Linked DNA regions of Zea mays: region 1 is linked to region 2. Evidence: chromatin contacts called from public Hi-C data. All regions are on one chromosome and are shown on one strand. Each heading gives the region's core, a stretch centred on a gene start, on an enhancer-like site or on the middle of the called end of the contact. The rest is flanking DNA. Distances are from core to core; before and after follow the strand shown. Region 1 has its middle 34 kb from the start of LOC100280247. Region 2 holds the start of LOC100272497 (KH domain-containing protein SPIN1).

Region 1 (5,578 bases), core at 551-3,050, 130 kb after region 2:
ACAACACGTACTTCCACCAGGGTAGGCACAAGAGATCCTGCCCCACCACCACCAGGCTGCCGCGCCCGGCCGCCTTTTCTTCCGCACCTGCCTGCCGTGGACCGAAAGGCTGGACGATCGAGCGCGCGCAGGCCGAATTTTTTGTTTTTGAGTCCTTTTTGTGTCAAAAATTTCCAATTAGACCCCCAGAAAACTTAAATGCAATTTTGGACCCATTTCTCGGCGCCATGAGCTATGGCGCCGAGTTTACACATCTCGGCGCCATAGATCTTGGCGCCGAGCTACCTGCCACGCTGTCGTCCACGAGCTGACGCGGCGTCGACGTGGCATCGAGCTCGGCGCCAAGATCTATGGCGCCGAGCTCGAATATATAACCACAAAGCTTGTCTAGCTCAGTTGGCAAAGCGCAAGGCTCTTAACCTTAAGGTCGTGGGTTCGAGCCCCACCGTGAACATATTTTTTTGTCTTTGTCACTGATTTGTTTTTTATTGTCCAGATTTTTTTGTTTATGCCGCTGATTTGTCCGTGCGTTCAATATTTTTTGTCTTTGTTACTGATTTATTTTTTATTGTCCAGATTTTTTTTGTTTATGCCGCTGATTTGTTCGTGCTTTTTAATTCGATGCTTCCCGCCTCAGACTCCACTAATTGGTGCACTAGCTAGCTACGTACTAGTGTATTATTTGTAAGCTAGATGTTCATCCTTTTCCCTCCCTTTTGAATTGAATGAATTCTGATGAACTACTGCTGCAAAACTAGACCATCACTGATCGGTTGATAGCTCTTCCATTCCATCAACTAGTTAGTAGCATCACTCTCCATCCGATCCATGCATATCCATCGGTGTACTATGCACATGCATGATTTGTGTGTTAGCCCTGCAGTGTCGTCGATCCATGCATCCGGAGAAAAAAAAACTAATAATTAAGGTTTCTGCAGCCAGCCAGTGCAGATGAGTAAGTATGCATGACGACAGAGACACAACACATAATCTAGGAACTGCAGAAAAAAATGTGACAAAGACAAAAAAATATTGAACGCACGGACAAATCAGCGGCATAAACGAAAAAATCTGGACAATAAAAAAACAAATCAGTGACAAAGACAAAAAAATATGTTCACGGTGGGGCTCGAACCCACGACCTTAAGGTTAAGAGCCTTGCGCTCTGCCAACTAAGCTAGACAAGCTTTGTGGTTATATATTCGAGCTCGGCGCCATAGATCTTGGCGCCGAGCTCGGTGCCACGTCGACGCCGCGTCAGCTCGTGGACGACAGCGCGGCAGGTAGCTCGGCGCCAAGATCTATGGCGCCGAGATGTGTAAACTCAGCGCCATAGCCAATGGCGCCGAGAAATGGGTCCAAAATTGCATTTAAATTTTCTGGGGGTCTAATTGGAAATTTTTAACACAAAAAGGACTCAAAAACAAAAAATTCGGGCGCGCAGGTGCAGAGTCTCCGACGCCCGCCCCGCCTCAGTCGTCAAAGTCAGAGCGCAACCACCCCACGGCTGCGGCAGCATGTGAACTGGTGGTGGGTCTGCTCGATCGCGTCGGGTTGCAAAACGATCAGTGTGAGATGGCAGCGCCAGCTTGATGGATTGCTTTGCTTCCCTCCTTGGCTCCTTGATCGGAAACAACACGTGCTACTACCAAACTCGCTGGAAGCTTGCTTGCGTCCCACGGAAACAACACGTGCGCGCGCGTCGACCGCCACGTTCCAGATTTCACGACCGGCCGACCGGGCCACGGCGCCACGCGTACGTGTCGGCCAGCCGGGTGGGCGGGTGGCAACCTGGGTCAGGTCAGGTCCACTGGACTCGGGAACACCCCGCAGCGACGTGGTGGGACTGTAGCTACTGACGGACGGAGTCGGACTGCCGGTGCAATGCGCCGGACCAGGACTCGTAGGACGCGCGCGCCTCATGCTGCGCTGTCAGTATGTCAATGCAGGTGTCATCGGGATTAGGATTTCGCGAAAGCTCTCGTCTATAAAGTTCTAAAATCTATTTTTTTTTACTATACTCCTACTCTTCAGGCACATATTTTCACTAATGGCTTCCGGCGGCGTAAAGAGCCAGTGAAAAAGTATCAACTACCCGTGTAAATGTTTTTTTTTACAATGGCTGACGGTTTTGTTTACAAAAAAACTATTTATGCAAATATATTTTCACATACGGTATTTAAAAAAACTATTTATGCAACTGCTGTCTCTGGAGAAACACTTTTCAGAGACGGTATAGTACCACAAAGATATTTTGAAAATTTTATTTTTTTGCTATCGTATTACTACTAAATATTAGCTGATCATAATCAACTATAGTAACATACATAAATATAGTCACATATAATTATATATTGTCTATATGATACAATAATATTTACTTGATTCTATCACAGTCACTAGTCCAAGTAGGAACGGAAAAATTCTATGTGGGGGCGGGGGGCCGTGGGAATCCGACCTGTTTGGGACAGGCACATGGACGGTTTCTCTCCCACGGGACTAACGGGGTGTTAGTCATCTGCCAAAGCTCCTACAAGAAACCACAACAAGCAACATGATTTATATTATAAAGTTGTTAGTTATTTTAAATTTATTTTTGTCTTGTTGTCTTTAAATAATGATATATTTTTATTTTTTTATCATGGAATAAGTATTTTTTTTTGTGTTACGATGTGGGGCCCTAAATGGGAAACGGGAATCCACAGGGATGAGGATAGAGATGAGTTTGTCCTTGTTAAGCTAAACATGACAGGGACAAGGAATGGGTTTTTGGGAACTAGGCGGGTACAATGGGCTGGTCCCCGTCCCCTTCTCGCCTCATTGCCATCTCTAAATCTATGTATATACATCAACCATACACACACAGATTATTCATCATCCAATGTGATGGACCCCTAGATCAAAAGGTCTAATTGGACCAATCCACCATTGAACCAACCACACGAGGAAATTAAGTGGACCAGGGACCAGTCGAACAGGAACTAAAATGGACTCACACGTGTTAAACGGGTTGATTCGCCTGCCGCCCTTAGCGCGCAACAATAAATATTTATCCATTTAAGGTTTACTTCCACGTACAGTAGTAACAAAAACTAGTCATTCAAGGTGTACTTCAACTATTCAATGTTTACTTCAACCATTTAAGGTTTACTAAAACGTACAACAAAAATAATTATTCAACCATTCAAGGTTTACTTCACACATTCATCGTTTTTAAAATTTTACGGAAGAAATATTCAACAATTCAAGGCTTACTTCAGACATTCAGAAATAAACATTGAGCAATTCAAGGTGATGAGTTGAGGATCGACGACGCACTACGGGGCGTATCACGCAGTGCTTTTGGGAGGATGGCGATGTCGATCACAGTTTGATGGTTCATGCAGGGCACGGCGGAACACAATGAATTATACAAGTTTGGGCCACCATGGGGCGTAATACCATATATTTTGTGGGTTTCTGGAGGTTGTATTGCTCTGAGTTTGACGGTTTACAAGGGATTGCTGAAGGTAGGAAATGAAGGTCCTCTTGTGACCTAGCGAGGTCTAACCCTTTTGTAGGGGTACCACTCAGCCTTATATAGCCAGCCAAGGAGATGTCCCAATACAGATCAAAACATTCATGCGAGTCTATCCACTACCTGCTACAATTGCGTTGAATCTTCCGGTCGCACGTTGGCCTCTCCCGCAAAGCTCGCACCCACCTTGCATGAGGCCGAGTCATGCAACATTGAGTTGGCCTTATTGCTCACGCGTGGGAGTCTAAGCCAGCTTCAGTTACCTCCTGCCGAGGCCCACGATGTGTCCCTTAGAGCCTTATTGGGGGCCTTCTAGGTGGCCTATGAAGTGGGTTTGTGTCTTGATGACCCAAGGGGTATCTATCCCCCACAAGCCACCAAGGCTCAAGCCAATTTTGGCATAATTGGCTCGAGACTCTTAAAAATGAATCCGGAGTTGAAAAAATATTTTTACTAAAGGGATGCTTAGGAGTTTGCTTTCATGGGCCTGGATCCCCCTGAGCAGGACTTGGGACGTTAGACCTAGACCCACGCATGGATATGTCCAGGGCCGCCACGTGTCCCAAAGGGGGAGACGCTCGAAAGATGCACTCGCGAGTCCAGACCCCTCGACAGGACTAATGACGTCAGACCTGGACCCTCGTAGCGACAAGTCTAGGCCCGCCATGTGTCCTAAGGGGAGACGCTCGGGAGCTGCACCCGCGAGTCCAGACCACCTCTACGGGACTGATGACGTTAGACCCAAACCTACATAGGGATAGGTCCGGGGCCACCACGTATCCCAAGGGGGATACGCTCGGGAGTTGCGCCCGCGAGTCCGGACCCCCTGTACGGGACTGATGACGTCAGACCCGAACTCGCACAGAGATAGGTCCGAGGCCGCCACGTGTCCTAGAGGGGGAGACGCTCAAGAGCTGCGCCCGCGAGTTCGGACCCCCTCGATAGGACTGATGACGCCAGATGTGGCGACCTGACCAGATTTATAAGAGATCAAGTGTGCAAACCACTTGCCACACAGTGATTACCTCACACTTGAGCCCATATAAACCTAGGGTCTAGCAAAATCGTGAAGGATTTCAAAACTTTTCCTTCGCAACCAAGATCGTAATGAACTGACAATCGCTGCATCAAGTGTTACAACATTCCACAGAGTTTTTAACATAGATCAGAGTATATAGAGTTATTACAACAAGGGAGGCACACAGGCCACAAATAACTCCAAGTAGCATCACCGAAGTGATAAGTTTTTGTGAAAGCATTTATTGAACTAGTACCCACAACACCTGTAGGGTTTGATGAAACTGTGCTAAGATTAGGATGTCAACCCACCAAAAGCATGAGACGAGAATCAGAAAAGCCTACCCTGGGCTTAGTCATCTCCCGTAGCTGGGTATAAGCAGTGCTCACAGTACCTGTAGTACATCTGACCATCTACAACAAATCATTGGGAATAGCACCCTAAGTACTAAAATGTACTCAGCTAGAGTGACCCGTCCAAAACTAGAAAATAAGAAAGTGAAAGACTCCAAAGAGTATGCAAGGCTATATCTGGAGTGGCTCTTTGCTTTTCAAGAGTAACAGGAGTTAAAGAGGTTCTTAATAACTTGAGGGGGCATTTATAAATTTAATTACTCCATTTTAGCAGGTTAGGATTAATACCTACTTTGCTGCGAACTAAGTTTTGCACCTGATTTTCTAAGTGATCCATACCCCACTTGAAGTATATCTAGTTACCCATTTAGAGAATAACCAAGTTGAGAGTGTTGAATCAAGTCATCACATCAACTATCCTATCCCTTAGGCATAACTGGAATTAACACCCTTTCTTATCCATTCAACAAATCTTAAGATGTAGTTCTTACTACGATGAGATAGCTCAGGTCAAGTGCTCACTATCCAGAAGCGATGGCGATTCGAATCGTTTCCTAACTAGCTGGTGGGTACTCCTATCACAAATCGTACCCACAGTACTTTGTGAGATACAATCACCACTGCACACATTCCAGTAGTAGCCTTGCTGCACATCTTGGATTCCACAGGGGTCACCATACCCAGGGACCG
Region 2 (6,432 bases), core at 849-3,348:
ATCTATGTCAGAAATGACAAGCAAGACTAGGTAAACAACGCTAGTACAAGCAATCAGCCAAGAAAACCGAAGTGGCATGCAGTTCGTAGAGTTTCTTGACAGACAATACATTAATAGAGAAGCTCATTCACCTATCTAGCTATAAAACCTTGCTAAACTTAAGATATCATAAGTACACAAACATATAAGTGGGGTGCAATTAAGCAATACAATATTTGGTTACCTTTTCTGTATCTTTGACGGAACCCTTCCCTCTAATAAAAACACGGCAGCCAGTTGATGATTCAACTCGCTTTAGAGAATTACCCCTTGGCCCTAGAATGCGTCCCACAAAGTTGAACTACAGAAAAAAAAATAGAACTAAAATATCATTTAATACTGAAGGATAAATTGCACATGTTTTGGAAGGCAGTACATTAGGGTAAGAGTCGACGGGAACTTCCAAGCGCATGATCTTCTTGACAATATAAGAGCCAGGGCTCGGTGGTGCTCCTTGCCAGTCCATACTTGTTCCAGGAGGAGGAAAGCCCAATCTCTGTTATATTAAACGTACCCATTACAATATATGGCATAGACATACCCTCTAGGACTTAAGTATCTTCACTACAGAACATTATAAGGCCTGCAGTCTAGTGGTTGTAGTGCCTTAGTAGCATCCAGCAGGCCTGGGTCCACTCCCTGTGGGAGCAGATTCTCTGGGCTTGGATAAAAAAAACTTGCCACTACACAGTGAAATACATGGTCCAGTGCAACACCCTGGAGAGGTCTTCCCCAAGGCTGAGTTTTTTTTTCTTTATTACATTTTATAGAGCATTATATCCATGATTTTGTCCCTGCTATCAAAATGTTAAAAGAAACATGTTAACAAAAGGAAGCTTATTTCAGCGATTAATATTTACGCCTACCTCTTGGTGCATCCCATTCCAAGGACCAAAACCATTTCCATGTAGATTAGGCCGGACAATCGGTGAAGACATAGGGCTAGGACTTCTAAACCGGCGTCTGTCAAGATCACTAAATCCATGGTCATGAACCATGCTTGACACCCGCATGATTTCTATGTGACACAAATAACGGAAGAAAAGAAAAATAGCAGAGTTAGTAGTCAGAAAAGAAGAAATAATAAGTTGGTTTAACATAGGTGTCATAATAGCACCACGCATAAAAAAGGATAAGAAACATCTCAAATAATAGGTTATAGATAGCAGAGTGTGTAGCCCTGCAGATGGTTTCCTCAAATGGAAAAAATAGTATTTTTATTAAACATGATAATAATCAATATGCAATGCAGTTCAACTAAGTTGTCATTTTACTCTGCATAATGCAAGACATGAGGATGGAATGAACAACTGATTGCATCCCTTATATAAACATCCCCTGATCAATGGGGCCCTAAGCTGTTTTCAGTCATCTTGATCACTGATGGTGGATAAACTAGTATGAACTAAGAACTCATTACCAAACCTGGTAGCAAGAGAATCAAAACAATCCGCTATATCACCTAAAGGCCAAACCCAATCCCGAATCAGGGACAATAAGACAAATCAGATGGCGGCTTGGTAACTCTACCAAGCGCCCCAGCATATAACCTGCCGAAAAAGATCGGCAGCCATCCGAGCATTGAAGCCGGGCATTTCCCCAGTCCCGATTGCAGAGGAACCCCCTCTGAGGCGAAAGGGCACGAGATTTTCCACCAATCGGCAAGCAACAGTGAGCAAGCGAGGGATTAAAAAATGAACTCACCTTGGTTGAGCAGCCGGCTGCATATCGGCAGCACCTGCATGAATGGCCCCAACTTCTGGTGCTCGGCGAGAAGCTCGGCCAAGTACTGGCTGCGGAGGAAGCAAGCAGGGACGGTACCGTCAGCGCACCGCCCCAATCAATCGTGGGGAGAGGGAAGGAAGCGCGGAAACGGAGCAATCGTTGGATCTTGGATCAAATATTAGCAGCAAGTAATCCGATGAGAAATTAGTACCTATCAGCGTCGGGGTTGCTCCTAATCTGGGGGGAGAGGGTTCTTGCAGGGGAGAAGCCCTGGTTGTAGAGGCCTGACATGGTGGCGGCTGGGTGAGAGACAGCGAGAGAGCTCGGAAAGAGAGTGTGTGTTTTTCTCTTTTCCTTCCGGCGGAAGAAGGGTGATGATAGAGAGAGAGGGGGAGGAGTGAGGACCCACTCCCAGGTCCCAGCCCACACAACAAGGAGAAAAACAAACAGAAAAATATGTACGAGGTTGCATTCTGTTTTTCTTGGTGCTATTTTCGCGCAGATTAGGCTGTATGGTCATACAAAATATTATCTTATACTGTAAATAATACTCCCTCTAGTTTAAAATATAAGTCACTTTAAGATTATTAGAGAGTCAAAGTTTTTAAAGTTTGACCAAAAACATAGCGAGAATCATAAAGATTTATGACACGAATTCCAGCGGAAGAAGGGTGATGATAGAGAGAGGGGAGGAGTGAGGACCCACTCCCAGGTCCCAGCCCACACAACAAGGAGAAAAACGAACAGAAAAATATGTATGAGGTTGCATTCTGTTTCTCTTGGTGCTATTTTCGCGCAGATTAGGTTGTATGGTCATACAAAATATTATCTTATACTGTAAATAATACTCCCTCCAGTTTAAAATATAAGTCACTTTAAGATTCTTAGAGAGTCAAAGTTTTTAAAGTTTGACCAAAAGCATAGCGAGAATCATAAAGATTTATGACACGAAATAAATATAATATGAAAATATATCTAATAGAGAATCTAATGGTACACATTTGATATCGTAAATGTTATTATTTCATTATATAAATTTGATCAAATTTGAAAAACTTTGACTCTCCAAGAATCTTGGAATAACTTATATTCTAGAATAGAGGGAGTATTATTTATACACTAAAGTTTAATATAGGAGGTGAGATAAAAAATAAAATAGGAGAGCTATTGAAGATAGCCTTGACGTCCCTCATATCCACCCTTGTTGGCATGAGCCGACCTACTCACCTACACCCCTTCGAATAAGGGAGCGATAAGACCATCTTCAACCATTCTCATATATTTTTCTTTCTATATGTACTTTCTATTATATTTTACAACATCTACCTCAAAAATACACCCCACCTATATGATGTCTCCGGCCATTCCCCCTATTCAGCTCCCTCTATACACTATAACGTTGTTATTTAATATTTTTCATTAATTTTTTATGTTTAAAAAATCATATACTGTTCTTGTTAGAGACTTGTTCTCAAATGCTATGAATTAAGAACAAGGCAACACAAAAATAGGTTAATGGTTAATGTCATTCGTCCTTCGAAGCATTATTTCCCTTAAGATATAACGATCTTCGGACAAAGGTCATGAAGGATGTACCTTCATGATTACAGTATATGTTAATGGAAGAAGAAGAAGCATATGAAACATGAGAAATAACATGAATAATCATATGACATCATAAATATATCTTTATTATATCATCAAAGATGAATAAGAACAATATTGAATTACATTTGTACCTTCGGCTTGACAGAAGGCAAGGATCCAAGTGTGACGCACGAGTGAATACAAGTCAGCGTGAATAGTACGGGGGTACTGTTCACCTATTTATAGGCACGGGACGCAGCTCGGTCAAAATTACATTTATGTCCTTGTCAACTAGTTACAATCATGACACGAACTATCGTGGACCGATTAGTCTTCTCCTCTTTAAGTCGGTGCAACCCTTCGTCTCAAGGCATGTCGTTATGCCGAAGCTTCCTAAATGGTAGCTTCGGCGTGTATCTTCGCACTGTATTTGCTTATGTGCTGATCTTCCGAAGGTGTTTCTTCTTAAAGGACCTTTGGCGACGAAGCAGACCCTCAACAGTAGCCCCTTCGCGGTGCTAGATTGTTTTTCGTAACGAGCTTGATCCGTGAAAAATCTTCAAAGCTTCGGAATGCTGAAGGTACGAAAAACACCTTCCCTGAGCTCGTTGCCGAGAAACGATTAAATTATTCCGGGCGCGAGGTGGCCCACCATGCAGCGGGTAATGGTCCACCGTTCAGCGGGTGCGGGTGACTGTTCGGCGGGTGCGGGCGACTTGGCGATTCACCTTCCCACCTGCAGCACTATATAAACAGACGGGTAGGTGTGAAGTTACCACAACATTCATTGCCATTGCACTGTTGTGCTGTTGAAAAATTCAACCATAGCCGAAGCTTTTTCACTGCATTCTCGAGTGAACCATCTCTTTTGAATTAGCTTCGGCAAAAGAAAGAGCTTCGTCAAAACTGTAAAAATCATTAGCTTCGTAAAAACCGCAAAGGATTCATCATCATATGGCGAGAGTACGCTCGACTGCGAGGGTGACCCGTGAAGGGGAGGAGACTGAAGCCACTGAGACAGCTCCGATCTCCGAAGTCATGAGACAATCGGGATTAGTTGTGACAGAGGGAGCCATTGAAGAAGGTGCACCTGCTGCCCAAGCTGAACAAGTTGATGTTGAGGAAGAAAACGCTGATGAAGGAGAAGAGGATTATAGCATTCTGATCCCGTCAAAACTTAGCCACTTGGATTTTGAAAAATCTACTATGTCTGAAGCCGACATGCCCATGATGATAAAGTTGGGTTACTTTGGAGAAGCTGAAAAGAAGCTTATTCGTTTTGCCGGAGAAGAAACCACTCCAAAGCCGAAAGATGACGAAGTGGTGGTTTTCAAGAGCTTTTTCAGAGCAGGATTGCGGTTTCCCTTGAACGAGATGATTGGGGAAGTTTTGGATAATTTTGAGATTTTTCTTCATCAGCTAACTCCTAACGCCATCGTTCGGCTCAGCATCTCCATCTGGGCCCTTCGAAGCCAAGGGATGGACCCAAATGCTGAAGCTTTTTGCCGAGTGCACGAGCTGCATTACCAAACAAAGGCCAGAGAAGACAGGCTACATGAAAATTTTGGTTGTTATAACTTCGCGTATCGCAAGGATACGAAGGCTCCGGTCCTCAGCTATCGGACCAAGTGGCCAACTGGATGGAAGAGTGAGTGGTTCTATATCAAGGCTGATGAGAAGAAGAGGGAGAAGTTGAAGACGATGGTCATGAGCCCATTGAGTTTAAGCTTCGGGATGACCAGACCCTTGTGCAATATGAAGCCAGGGTCACCATGCTAGCTAGCCGTGGCAGAATTCAGAGTGGTGGCTGAACATAACAGCACCAGGGATCTAGTACAAGAATACTTGGCCTACAGGGTATCTCCAACGTTGAGTGAATGGAGTATGTCGAAGCTGAAGGGAACAAGGAAGAAGAATGAACTGGTTCGATTGCCCTATCGCTTCAAGTTTGAGAAACAATTCAAAGAGCCTTGCCAAGAGTGGCTATAAATGATTGATACTATGTGCAACGTAGTTTTGGGCAATTATACTAAAACAGAAGATCAACTGATGACTGTAGCCTTCGGCACCGGACCAAAACGAAGGTTGAATCGGGTAATGGACGCTTTAAACTTTGAATACCCTGATTATGAACAACTAAGCAAGGGTGCCGAAGGGCCAAAGAGAAAAAAGGGTTGTCAGTATTCTGAGCAGACATGCTGCTAGGATGGTGAAAGAGGATGAAGAAGCTCTAAAAAAGAGAAAATACAGTCCTGAGCCGAGGGTGGCGACTTCTAAGAAGAGAAGGGCTGCAACTCTGGAGCCAAAAGCAGCTGAGATAGAAGAGGAAACTCCTTCAACGCCTTCTGTTGCTGAAGTAGAAGAAATTTTAAAGGTAATGACCGAATCCTTACCTATCAAGCTGCTAAGTCCTTTGGGACCGCAACTGACGAAGCTTTTACAGAAGAAGGACGAGCCTTCGGCAGCGAAAAAGGCGGTTGGGCCAAAAAGGCGAAGAATTGTTACTGTTATGCAAGCCATAGAGGAAACGCCACCGCCGACCTCAGCATAAAAAATGACACCAGCTGCCGAAGCTACTAATTTGGAGAGTACATTATTTGCTATTGATAAAGTGCTCTTGGATTTGGCCGCGGAGGAGACTGTTGCGGCTGTAAAAGAAGCCTTGGCCGCAGAGCCTGAGAGAAGGAAAGAGATTGCCGAAGATGCTTCGGAAGAAAAAGGCTTCAGCTTCCAAAATCTAGTTGATCAAGAATTATCCAAGGCCGAGAAAGAGGAGCTACAGGAGTATGCTATATCCTGTGGTTACCAGCCATGAGCCATGCTCTTTGGTGGAATTAATGAAGAAGCCTTAGGATGTATTCGAGATCGCACTGGGGCGAAGGTTATCAGCACTCTATCGAAGAGTGTTGGTTTTCCAAAACTTGAAGCTGACATTAGCAGATACCGACGACAACATATCGTCGGCAACTTATTCTATTCTAATTTTAAGGTAAAGTTTTTCCGTCAGCTTTTACTGTTTTGTGATGAAGCAAAGATTTCTGATGAAGGTTATTTTGCACAGAGTATGCTGCTAAGCAAAGC

The links. A called contact is a pair of places that touch in the nucleus more often than the background predicts.
Region 1: a Hi-C map of tassel shows a contact between it and region 2, with 2.6 times the contacts expected there. The contact joins the enhancer-like site here to the promoter of LOC100272497 in region 2.

What each region holds. Positions count from the first base shown.
Region 1 is chr2:163,495,586-163,501,163 of Zm-B73-REFERENCE-NAM-5.0, forward strand. No RefSeq gene overlaps it. Among protein-coding and RNA genes, the nearest start is that of LOC100280247, 34 kb to the left of the region's middle. Within about 2 kb of position 1,801, at least 17 of the 20 cell types and tissues checked have an H3K27ac peak or open chromatin away from gene starts, as enhancers often do. A contact at or near this core is called in tassel, where this site is marked.
Region 2 is chr2:163,362,322-163,368,753 of Zm-B73-REFERENCE-NAM-5.0, forward strand. It overlaps LOC100272497 (KH domain-containing protein SPIN1), which reads right to left and starts at 2,099. Exons shown (of 7, transcript NM_001146966.1): 1 at 1,976-2,099; 2 at 1,744-1,832; 3 at 906-1,057; 4 at 416-535; 5 at 224-340. The coding sequence starts at 2,055.